2 separate regions of the Mustela erminea genome follow, and region 1 is linked to region 2. The links are chromatin contacts, called in public Hi-C maps. All regions are on one chromosome and are shown on one strand. Each heading gives the region's core, a stretch centred on a gene start, on an enhancer-like site or on the middle of the called end of the contact. The rest is flanking DNA. Distances are from core to core; before and after follow the strand shown.

What was found. Hi-C and Micro-C count contacts between places; a contact is called where the count stands out from the background.
Region 1: a Hi-C map of spleen shows a contact between it and region 2, with 6 times the contacts expected there. The contact joins the promoter of PLPP5 here to the promoter of LETM2 in region 2. A contact is called at or near these places in 3 of 3 Hi-C or Micro-C datasets (fibroblasts, skeletal muscle and spleen).

What each region holds. Positions count from the first base shown.
Region 1 is chr21:6,245,319-6,250,428 of mMusErm1.Pri, forward strand. PLPP5 (phospholipid phosphatase 5) reads left to right here and starts at 3,295. Exons shown (of 7, transcript XM_032329051.1): 1 at 3,295-3,652; 2 at 3,866-3,974; 3 at 4,414-4,504. The coding sequence starts at 3,588. It overlaps LOC116581783 (a long non-coding RNA gene), which reads right to left and starts at 2,966. Exons shown (of 4, transcript XR_004282225.1): 1 at 1,975-2,966; 2 at 1-1,819.
Region 2 is chr21:6,115,108-6,120,155 of mMusErm1.Pri, forward strand. LETM2 (LETM1 domain-containing protein LETM2, mitochondrial) reads right to left here and starts at 2,394. Exons shown (of 11, transcript XM_032328764.1): 1 at 1,835-2,394; 2 at 461-541. The coding sequence starts at 507. LOC116582038 reads left to right here and starts at 2,686. Exons shown (of 4, transcript XM_032329413.1): 1 at 2,686-2,704. The coding sequence starts at 2,686.

The DNA.
Region 1 (5,110 bases), core at 2,045-4,544, 130 kb after region 2:
GTTTTATTCTTGTCCAAAAATGAGATAAAGCATCATGGGATAATGGTGGTTTTTGTTTGTTTGTTTTTTAGCCTCATATTACTTCTTTGGAAAAAGTGAATGTAAAGTTTTTGATAATCAGCATAAAGCTTCAGAAATCTGTTGGGTTACAACCGTAGAGGAAATGGGCCCTCCCGGCATGCACGGAGCAGACAGGGGCTGGCCCGTGGCCAGTAGCAGGGTCAGGAGGGTTGCAGTCACCTGCCCCTCATTCCTGGAAGGCCAGCACGGCTGGAGGAAGTGATTCTCTTCTTTAATATCTAATCAGGGTTAGAGTCAGGAGGGAGGTGGGTTTTATTTTCATTTTTATCTTAACAAATTCCCACTCTACCTTAATTCTCTGAAATGATCTGGCCTGAGCTATAGAATAGGCCGATTTTTAGAATCACTGAAACTTGGAGCTCTCTGTGTGTTCAAGTCAGGAACAAATGTAAAAACTAAAATAATAATAATAGTAATAATAATAATGGGGGTGTGGCTCTGAGCTCCCTTCTGCTATTTCCACATAATACTTGGAAACATGCTTGTAAATAATGTTTTGAAATTCTGAGATAACCATGTAAAAGACTCTCAGAGCAGGCAGGCTGTTAGACAAGTTTCTCTCCTGGCTCATGAAGTAGTTTCCTTTTGGCCTCGCTGCGCAGTCTGTGTTCTAATCAGGGTCAGAGCCAGCCTGGACGGCAGAGGGCAGCCCTACAGAGCGTCATCACTGGACGCCCCAGGTTCATGGCTGGTCCTTCATTTCATTGTTAAGTACAAAGCTTCCTTTAGCATTCACCTTGAAATCAGGGAGCTGCCACATGCCATGTCCCGAGAGGATAAGGACACGGGTTGTGGTAGAGCCCTTTGGGCTTGGGAAGCTCACCTGGGAGGAGGTGCGATGCCGCTGGCAAGTGGCTTTACTGCCAGGTGGAGCAGAGTCGACTTCCGGAGTTGGCCAGGTTGCTGCACACACAAAGTGATCATTTGGAACGATTTCCGTTGGCCTAGACCACTTGCGGTTGCTCCCTGGTTGTCTGTAAACCGAGAGGAGAGCTCGCCTCCATTTTCAGCTAAGCTAGGGAGAGATCTGATTAGACGGCTTTGCCATGTATTAACGAATATTGAAAAGTTGGAAATGTGTACCTACTGAAATCTACCAACTTTTCCCCGGGGCGGGGTACAGGAAGAAAAGGGGGTTAGAACAGGGTGAGGGAGGGGGAATGACAATGTTTACCACAGGTACGAAGTAGTCACTTTAACATTGAGACCTCTGCCTCATTGAATTCAGGTTTTTTAAGTACTTGAAACTCTTCAGATTCCCCTTATTTTACAGTTATTTTTAAATTTATGAAGTAGAAAGCATTGTTTTGTATACTGTTTTGAAAACAAATAGCCTAGTCTCTTGTCCTCTTCAACTTGGATTAAAGGCAAAGTTCTGCGAGTGGGATGGAGTGTCCACAGCAGATAGCTCAGATTTCGTGTATACATTCGAGGAAGAGACTCTTGCATGAAATACCAGCATTTTTATGAGTATTCGCCATGTGTGTTCTTTCTCTTGTATTTTTGTCAACCCCATCCCTGTGCAGCTCTTCTTTCCTTTTAATATATGCCTGTGTAGGGGAAAAAACAAAAATTTGCACTTACGTTATACTCCTGAAACGCAGGGTGTCGTCTGTGTGTGTTTCAGAAACCATTTCCGTTCTTTTCTCCGTCAGTCCATTGCTTAAGTGACAAGTTCAGGTGCTTGTGGCACAGATGTGTGTACGGTGGGGAGGAGAGCAGCCTGCCCTTCTGTAGCCTGTGAAAGTCAGTTACATGTAAGAAAAAGTGAAAAAGATGAACAGTTGCCAAAGTCATTTATTCAGTCCTTAGTTTTCTTATGTGACTCTCCGGATCTGCAAGTTGGCAGGCAAGCCCCCTCAGGTGCCGCCCCCTCCCCCACCTGCCACAGACCTTCGATGTGTGCACGCGGGGCGCGCAATGTCCATCAGATCACCGAGACGAGGTATGTATGAGGTATTCTTGTCAGGTTAGGAGTGGACTGGATACAATTTACTTTTTACTCTGTTGTTATTAATACTGCTCTTTATCTCATTTGTGCTGTCACATACCCTCTGTTAAAAAAGAAAATCACATTGCCTCCGATGACCAAGATGCTAAATGATGATTGATACTAAATGATGATTACAACTGGCTAAATAAGATCCTTTTTCTATACAAGGGTGTGTGCATAATTGGAATTGATAGGAGAAATTCATTTGTAACCACTTGTGATATTGCACAGCAAACACAGATACCTACAGATTGTTTTCTTTTTCTTGTGATCTTTATCTATGATAATGACCTTTGTAGATTGGTTATTTCTGTACTTTGTTTATCTGTAATAAATTTGTAGATCCTGTGAAATGTTATTTTGCCTAAATCCCTTGAGACTTGAGTCTTTAATAACAAAGCATCAATATTCACTAAAGTCAATCTCTTTTGAGTTTCTGTGACTTGGCTAGAAGCTCTTGACACTAAGGGATTAGTGTTCATTTTCCCTGGGGGGCGTTCCACTAGGGCATTACTGTATAATGACTTGATGTTGCCACATAGACTTCAAGATATATGATATTTTGGGGGTTTTGTTGAATGGCCTATGTCTTACTGCATAGTGTGAAACGTGTAAAGCTTGGTTAACCTGTATATAGATAGCTTATTGTTGACTAGTTATAGTATATTTAGGATTGCCTGGAATTTTAAGCTTCTTACTACTGTGTGTGCTGGTAGGAACATAAATTTTTGTACATTATATTTACTGAGATGTTGCCTTTTTTTATTTTACAAATACTTTGGAATTCAGATGTGTTTTTTGCTTCCATGAGGATTAATTTGGAAAGGTTCTTAATGACATTCCACTGACTTCAGATTTTGCTTGAGATTGACTTCAATAAATTGTCCTGTATGTTCCAAATCAAACGTGGACTTGTTCATTGCCTGTAGTTTCTTGCCACAACTGCTGGGCGAGAGGTCATAGTGGGGAGAACAGGCACCCGGTGCCGGCCGGTGACCCGAGGTCCTTCAAAATGCTGTCGCAAATGAGCTTGGAGCCGATAACGTGGGGTTTGGTCGTGTTTTCACGGAGGGAAAGCCCTTGGAGAATGTTGCTTCTTGCTCAGTGTGGTGGGAGACTATGGAGCGAACGGCGGGAAGGGGAGACGTGCGTCACTCTCATCCCGGCGACTTGGCCGACTCCGCCGGGGCCTGCCGGTGGGCCAGACGCCGGGCGCCGGCTCGTGGTCGGTGTCCCCTGGAATGGCGGGAATGGCTCTGCGAGCGCCTCCTTCCTGCCGCCGGCTGGGGCTCTCAGAGCGGCGCCGAGGGATGGCCGACCCGCCAGGGCAGGGAAGTGGCTGCAACGCCTTCCTCGGGTGCAGTTCGCCCAGCGTCCGCCAGCCCGCGCCCCCGAGCCGCCGAGGCCCGGCCCCCCACCGCCGGGACGGCCCTCCCCGGGGCGGCCTCGCCTCCCGCCGCCGCCGCCGCAAGAGCTGCCACGTCAGCGCGGCGTCTGTTTGGCTGACGGCAGGATGGGGAAGGTGGCGGCCCTCGGTGCCGAGCTGGGCGTGCGGCTCGCCCTGTTCACGGCCTTCCTGTAAGCGTCCTGCCGCTCGAACCCCGCGGCCCGCATCCTTGGGCCGTCCCCCGCTCCCCCTCCAAGGCGGCAGGAGGCCGGCAGCTCCTGCCTCGGCCCGGGGCTCCCAGTGCGGGGGGGGGGGGGGGGGTGGGCAGCGGTGGGAAGTCCCGACGAGCGGCTGGAGGCCGGAAGCAAACCAACGTGCTCTGCACATTTTTGTTTCCCCTCTAGGGTAACGGAGCTCCTCCCTCCCTTCCAGAGGCTGATCCAGCCGGAGGAGATGTGGCTTTACCGGAATCCGTATGTGGAAGCCGAGTATTTCCCCACCAAGCCCATGTTTGTGCGTAGAGAACTAGCCTTCCTTCTGACCCTTAATGTTTAGGACGAGCTCGATGCTAGGGAGCAGGCGTCTTGCTCCCTTAGATGAGGGGCTCAACTTCTTGTTTCCTTATGATAACGACCCAAATTGAGAGCGCAAGATGCCAGTTTTGCCCCCAAAGACACGTACTGTGAGCTCTGCTCCTTAGGATGGATTGAGGTACCGGTCACTTAAGAGTAATGGCTGATGGCCCTGGTGTACCTGGTGGAGCAGGTGCTGCCCCGTCAACCCACAGACGCTGCCACTGCGTACACTGACAGGGCCCCGCTAGGACAGACCTGTGACGACTTCTGTCCCCTCCATTCCTCCTCCCTGTTGGCACCGCTTGAACCACTAGCCATGTGGTTTCACTGGGGGTTTGGTTTGGGTTTTTTTTAACCTCTACTATCTTCTGTTTCAGGTCATTGCATTTCTTTCCCCACTGTCCCTGATCCTCTTGGCCCGATGTCTCAAGAAGGCTGGTGCGACGGACAGCAAACAGGCCTGCCTGGGTAAGAACGAGCCCTCCCTGGCTGGGCTGGTCTCTGTCTCCTCAGTGCTGGCATCTCAGCCACTGGAGGTGTGACCTCTGCCTGTGGAGGCCACGGAGTTCTATGTTCCTACAGTCATCCTGTCTCCCCTGTACCCGCGCTGTCACCCGTGAGAAAGCTGGCACTCTGAGAACAGTTGACCTCCGAGGTGAACAGTGTGCTGAATGACCGGTACCCCAGAAATGGATTCGGCCTGGTCCAGAAGCGCTCTCTGTACTCCACCATGTTCAGGCCTAGAATGATTTTTCTGCTCAGCTCTGGCTAGAGCCTGACCGTTCCTATCTCAAAAAGACCATGGCTGGTGTGCTGCCGTGGCTCAGTCGTTAAGCAGCTGCCTTTGGCTCAGGTCATGATCCCAGTGTCCTGGGATTCCTCCCTGCATCGGGCTCCCTGCTCTACGGGAAGCCTGCTTCTCCGTCTCCTACTCGCCTGCCTCTGTTCCCTCTCTCACTGTGTCTCTCTCTGTCAAATAAATAAAAATAAATTTTATTTTTAAAAAAATTTTATTTATTTGACAGACAAGAGCAGGAACACGAGCAGTGGGAGTGGGGGGGGGGGAGCAGGCTC
Region 2 (5,048 bases), core at 1,144-3,643:
CCAAGATAAAACACTTTTTGAAGGGCCAAAAGGGAAAATGTACAATGTATCTGGCACATAGTAAGTTCTCAGTGAATATTCTTTACAATAAATAAGTGATAACAGGCCTACGAGCGCAGGTATATGCCCAGGCCTGGCTTGTTTGACAGCCATTTTGCTCATTTTTCTAAGGGCCCATGCAACATTCATCAGTTACAGAGGTGTCACTCTAAAACCATTACATCTTCTCTCTTCCCTGTGCCATACATCTAAAGATTACTCAGCCCGAGTTCTAAGGCATATAGAAAAGCTAGGGTAAGTTTAAATACAATAAAATGTCAGCTTCCTAAAAAGCAGTAGAGTTAAAGTCAACAAAGCTTTCATTTGTTGTGGAACAAGCCTATCTTTTTACATATATCTTTCTGGTCTAGAAAAAAGTTTATATAAATATTGCAGGGTAAGTGGGGATTCCATGGCTTACCTTGTCCGGGCAATAGCTAAGACTGTTTTATAATTGTAGAAGGCCATACTTATATTTGTCTCAACTAGTCAACATAGGAACCTAGACAGAAGGATTAAGTAAACAATTCAGTATTTTAAGAACACATCAATTATAAAGATACCAGGATTTCAGTGTTTACTACTGCAGAAATATAACTTTTTAGAAAATTTCCATATTCCGTTCAAGGTATAAAATCTCTCTCAAGATCATTTCCAACAATCATGAATGTTTTCTCAGCTTGGATTTGAGAATTGTACTTTTGATTTCCCAACAAATAGACATGATCTCTAACATCATGGTGCTCATGATGGTGATATGGTCTTTAAAGACTTTTTAATTTCTGGTCAATAACACCCAGTAACCTACTTGAATGGTTGCCAGGTATTTTTTTTGTTTTTAAGATTTTTATTTGTTTATTTGACAGAGATCACAAGTAGGCAGAGAGGCAGGCAGAGAGAGAGAGAGAGGGAAGTAGGCTCCCCGCTGAGCAAAGAGCCCGATGTGGGGCTCTATCCCAGGACCCTGAGACCATGACCCTAGCCAAAGGCAGAGGCTTAACCCACTGAGCCTCCCAGGTGCCCCCGCTGCCAGGTATTTAAGAAGTTAAGCAATACACACTTATTTGTAGCCTAAAAATACAGGTAGGATAAAATATCCTGGATTTGTTTCAGTTAGCTTTTTCCCATACTTGGCCAAGTTGCCCCAAACTTTTAAAGATGAAAAGCAGGGGTGCCTGGCTGGCTAAGTTGGTAGAGCAGGCAAGTCTTGATCTCAGGGTCATGAGTTCAAGCCCCATGTTGGGCACAGAGCCTACTAAACAAACAAAAAATTATTCACTGACCACATTTATGTAGCAGTGAAGATAATACATGGTACCTACTAATCGTTCAAGTGGAGGTAAATTGGTTTCCTGTACTGAAGATTCTCCAAAGAGTCCAAACTGAGCTATCCTTAAACAAGCTTTTTCAAAACCTTTCTCCATCCTGTAGTCCTTTTCAGCCAAGGGCAGCAAGGTGTTTTTTGGTAGTATCTCTTAGCGTCAACTTTGCTTTCCTCCAGCTGGAAAAGGCGCAGACCAGGGTGCTCTCCTGGATGGAAACCTCAACCACAGAGCTGACATTTTGAACGGGAGTTCAGAGAATACTTCAGACCGTCTAAACCCAGGCTAAGGGAGGGTGGTCTCCTGCTGGAGGCAAGCCACACCCGATCAGGCGGTTAACCTGCTCTCCGGCCCCTGGGCACTCCCGCCCAGAGCGGTGGGTAACCACTTCCTAGGCGGGGCCGGCCAGGAGCCCCGCCTGCGCCTTCGCACCGCCCACGCCCACACGCGGGGCCCCAGGCTCCCCGGGTTACCTTGCTTCTGGCCCTTGACGACACAGGGACAAAACGCGCCGTCGGCTTTTGTGCACGTAGTGTGTTGGTGGACTGTGTTTGCGGCAGCGGGGTGGGGGTGGGGGGCGGTTCTTTGTGTTTGGGTGCGGGGATGGTGCAGGCACGGGGAGGACAACCTTGTTGGCGATCCAGGTTTATGGAAGGAGAAGCCCGGCGCCGGGTACGGAAGAGAGAGGACGAAGCGAAGCACGGAAGGAGGGGAAATGGAGGTTGAGCTCCAAAGCTGGGGGGCGGGCAGGGGCACGAGGTCATGGGCTTGAGGCGAGTGCGGTGGGGAACTGGAAGCTATCGGGAAACCTGGGCCCTGATGGGAAGAGCAGGATGCGGAGGGAGCGGGCTCCGGAGTAAAAAAGGCAGGCGAGGTCCACCAAGTAACAGCCTAAGGACTTGGCCAGCCCACCCCTACCTCCTCGGGCCGGCTCCCCGGAACGGCTGCCTCAGTCCTCCAGTCCCTTCCCAAACCTCCCTCGCCCAGGTCCCCAGCTAGAGGGGCCCCAGAAGTCTCTACGGCTCCACCTCTTTCCTATCCCGTTACGTCACTCTGAGTGACGACACCACCCACCAATGAGCTCTCAGATTATGGGGCGGGAGGGCGTCCTTCGGTGCGGCAGCCCTGGAAGTAGCCAAGGTCCAGTTCCCACCGGCAAAATGAATTCTCTGTTGGGTTTAGTTTAAGCAGAGTCTGTCCTGCGGCAGCGGGCAAGACTGACGCTTTTCCGCCTGTCTCTACTCTCTGGCGTGTAGGCTAACGTCCCCGAAAATGCTCGTTGAAGGCTAGATTAAAGAACCTCTCACCCTACCGATAGCGTAATATGCCTGATAGTCGCCATGGTAACCATCTTAAAGTCACGAATTACATCACTTAGATGTACTCTCCCCACCCCCAACCCCTACAAATCAACAACTGCCGGGGTTGGGATGGCGCGGAGAGCTCTACGGAGAGGCAGTGGCAGAAAGGGCGGGAATGGTTAGGAAAACCTCGCTTTCCCTTCTCCGGGGCCTAAGAGTGGAATGCTGTGAAATCCTCATATGGAAATCTGAATTCCACTAAAGTAATTTGCTTTATAAATGCTCGCTTAGGGGCGCCTGGGTGGCTCAGTGGGTTAAGCCGCTGCCTTCGGCTTAGGTCATGATCTCAGGGTCCTGGGATCGAGCCCCGCATCGGGCTCTCTGCTCAGCAGGGAGCCTGCTTCCCCTCCTCTCTGCCTGCCTCTCTGCCTACTTGTGATCTCTCTCTGTTAAATAAATAAAATCTTTAAAAAAAAATGCTCGCTTAACAGGTATGATTTGTGATCAGTAGTTTGTGGAGAAATCTCAAATAACATTTAAGATATATATTCTAGTAACTGTGCAGTGACATAGGTACTGCAGGTTGGGGCACTTCAGTTCCTAGGTTGGGTAACTGAGCCGTCTTGGAAAAGTGATAGATATAGAAATGTTCTCGCTCTCCTGTTATCTCTACCCGTCCGTTTCATCTGGCTCTAGAAGGAAAACAAAATATTTAGTGGATCCGCTTGGACTACCAGACAACAAGGAATCGTTTTCACAGGGAGAGTACTTAACACGTGAGCTGACCACAGAACTCACTCATCTGGGCTGCACATTTGTAAGAATGAAAGATGGCGGGTATTCAATTTCAGGTTTTGTGTTGTTGTTATTGTTTATGTAGACAGCTTTTAATCTACAAAGCATTTTTCGGCTTAAAACCAAATGGATCAACCGTGTTAAATAGGCAGAACTTTTCAGTTTGGCCACTAGAGGGCCCTTTGTGCATGTTGGATGCCCGAGTTTCCACATAAAGGTTTCACTTCACGTTCTATGTTTACTAGAATTAACAAAATCTACAAAGCCTTCGTCTCTCTCCCTTTCCTTTCCTGAAAATTTCCGAAGGCAAATTTTGAGCTTTAAGAGTCTAGATATAATTTTCACATTAATTCCACAGATTAATCACCTCACAAACATGAACATGTACTTTTCTGGAAAAGATCATAAAGATGCAAAAATATGCCTTTCAGTTCCCTGGGAGACATTTTATACCAGGAAATATTCTTATTCATGCATTGTATTCATTTACAAACAGGCACAGTAAAATCATTAAGTATTCATAAACCAGATGAATGATTCCAAGTTCAGTATTGGAAAGATGAGCTAGATTTTCTACTATGGTCACGTGTCAGGCGCAATCCTATTATAAAAAGGGAAGGGTTAAGAACCTTCCTGTTGCAATCCATTCGTTGAAAGCAATGTTTGCTTTCTGCTATCAGGTCTGGCAATTTTTTTGACTTTCAAGATTAAGTGATTTATCATGTAAGGAGTTTTTGGATATAATCTTTGGAAGAGAAACAAAAAATTCCTTTCTCTTTAACTCTGGGTCTGGGAATTGTGTTAGATTGCTGTCTTAATTGTTTGCTCATTTTGTATGAAGAAGACAAAGTGTGATCTGAACCTCAGAAGATGTTAGATGCTAAAAATGTACATTATTAATTTTAATGGTCATTTCCCTAAATATAGTTCAAGATCAAATGTTATTAACAGTATATTTTCTTATGTTTCACAGGAAGAGATTATATATCTACCTCCCAGAACTTTAATTTTAAACTCTTGTCAGTATAGAAACAGATTAAAATAAAATGCCTGGGGACAACTTACCAAATTCTCCTCAAGAAAAAGTCCAGATATCTGGTCAAGGCAACAATTTATCAACAAAACAAGGAATATACAGGAAGATGGAGAGGCAGGATGAAGGTGGAAAAGATCATTAAAAAAAAAAAAAAGATCAATTTAACCTGTCTTTCCAGGAGACACAATCAAACTGAAATAAGCTCAGGGGGCCCCCTTTAAGAGATATGTGTTCCAGGGGCACTTGGATGGCTCAGTCCTTAAGCATTTGCTTTTTGCTTAGGTCATGATCCTGGGGTCCTGGGATGGAGCCCCGCATCAGGCTTCCTGCTGGATGGGAAGCCTGCTTCTCCCTCTCCCACTCCTCCTGCTTGTGTTCCCTCTCTTACTGTGTCTCATCAAATAAACCAATACAATTTTAAAAGAGGTCTGTTTCTAAAAAGACATTTAAAACAAACAAAAATGTGCTTTTTAATGATTCCTTTAACTCTTGGTACTGCACAAAACAGGTACTACATAAGCATAAGTTTAAAAATAGTTAATGAATAGGACACCT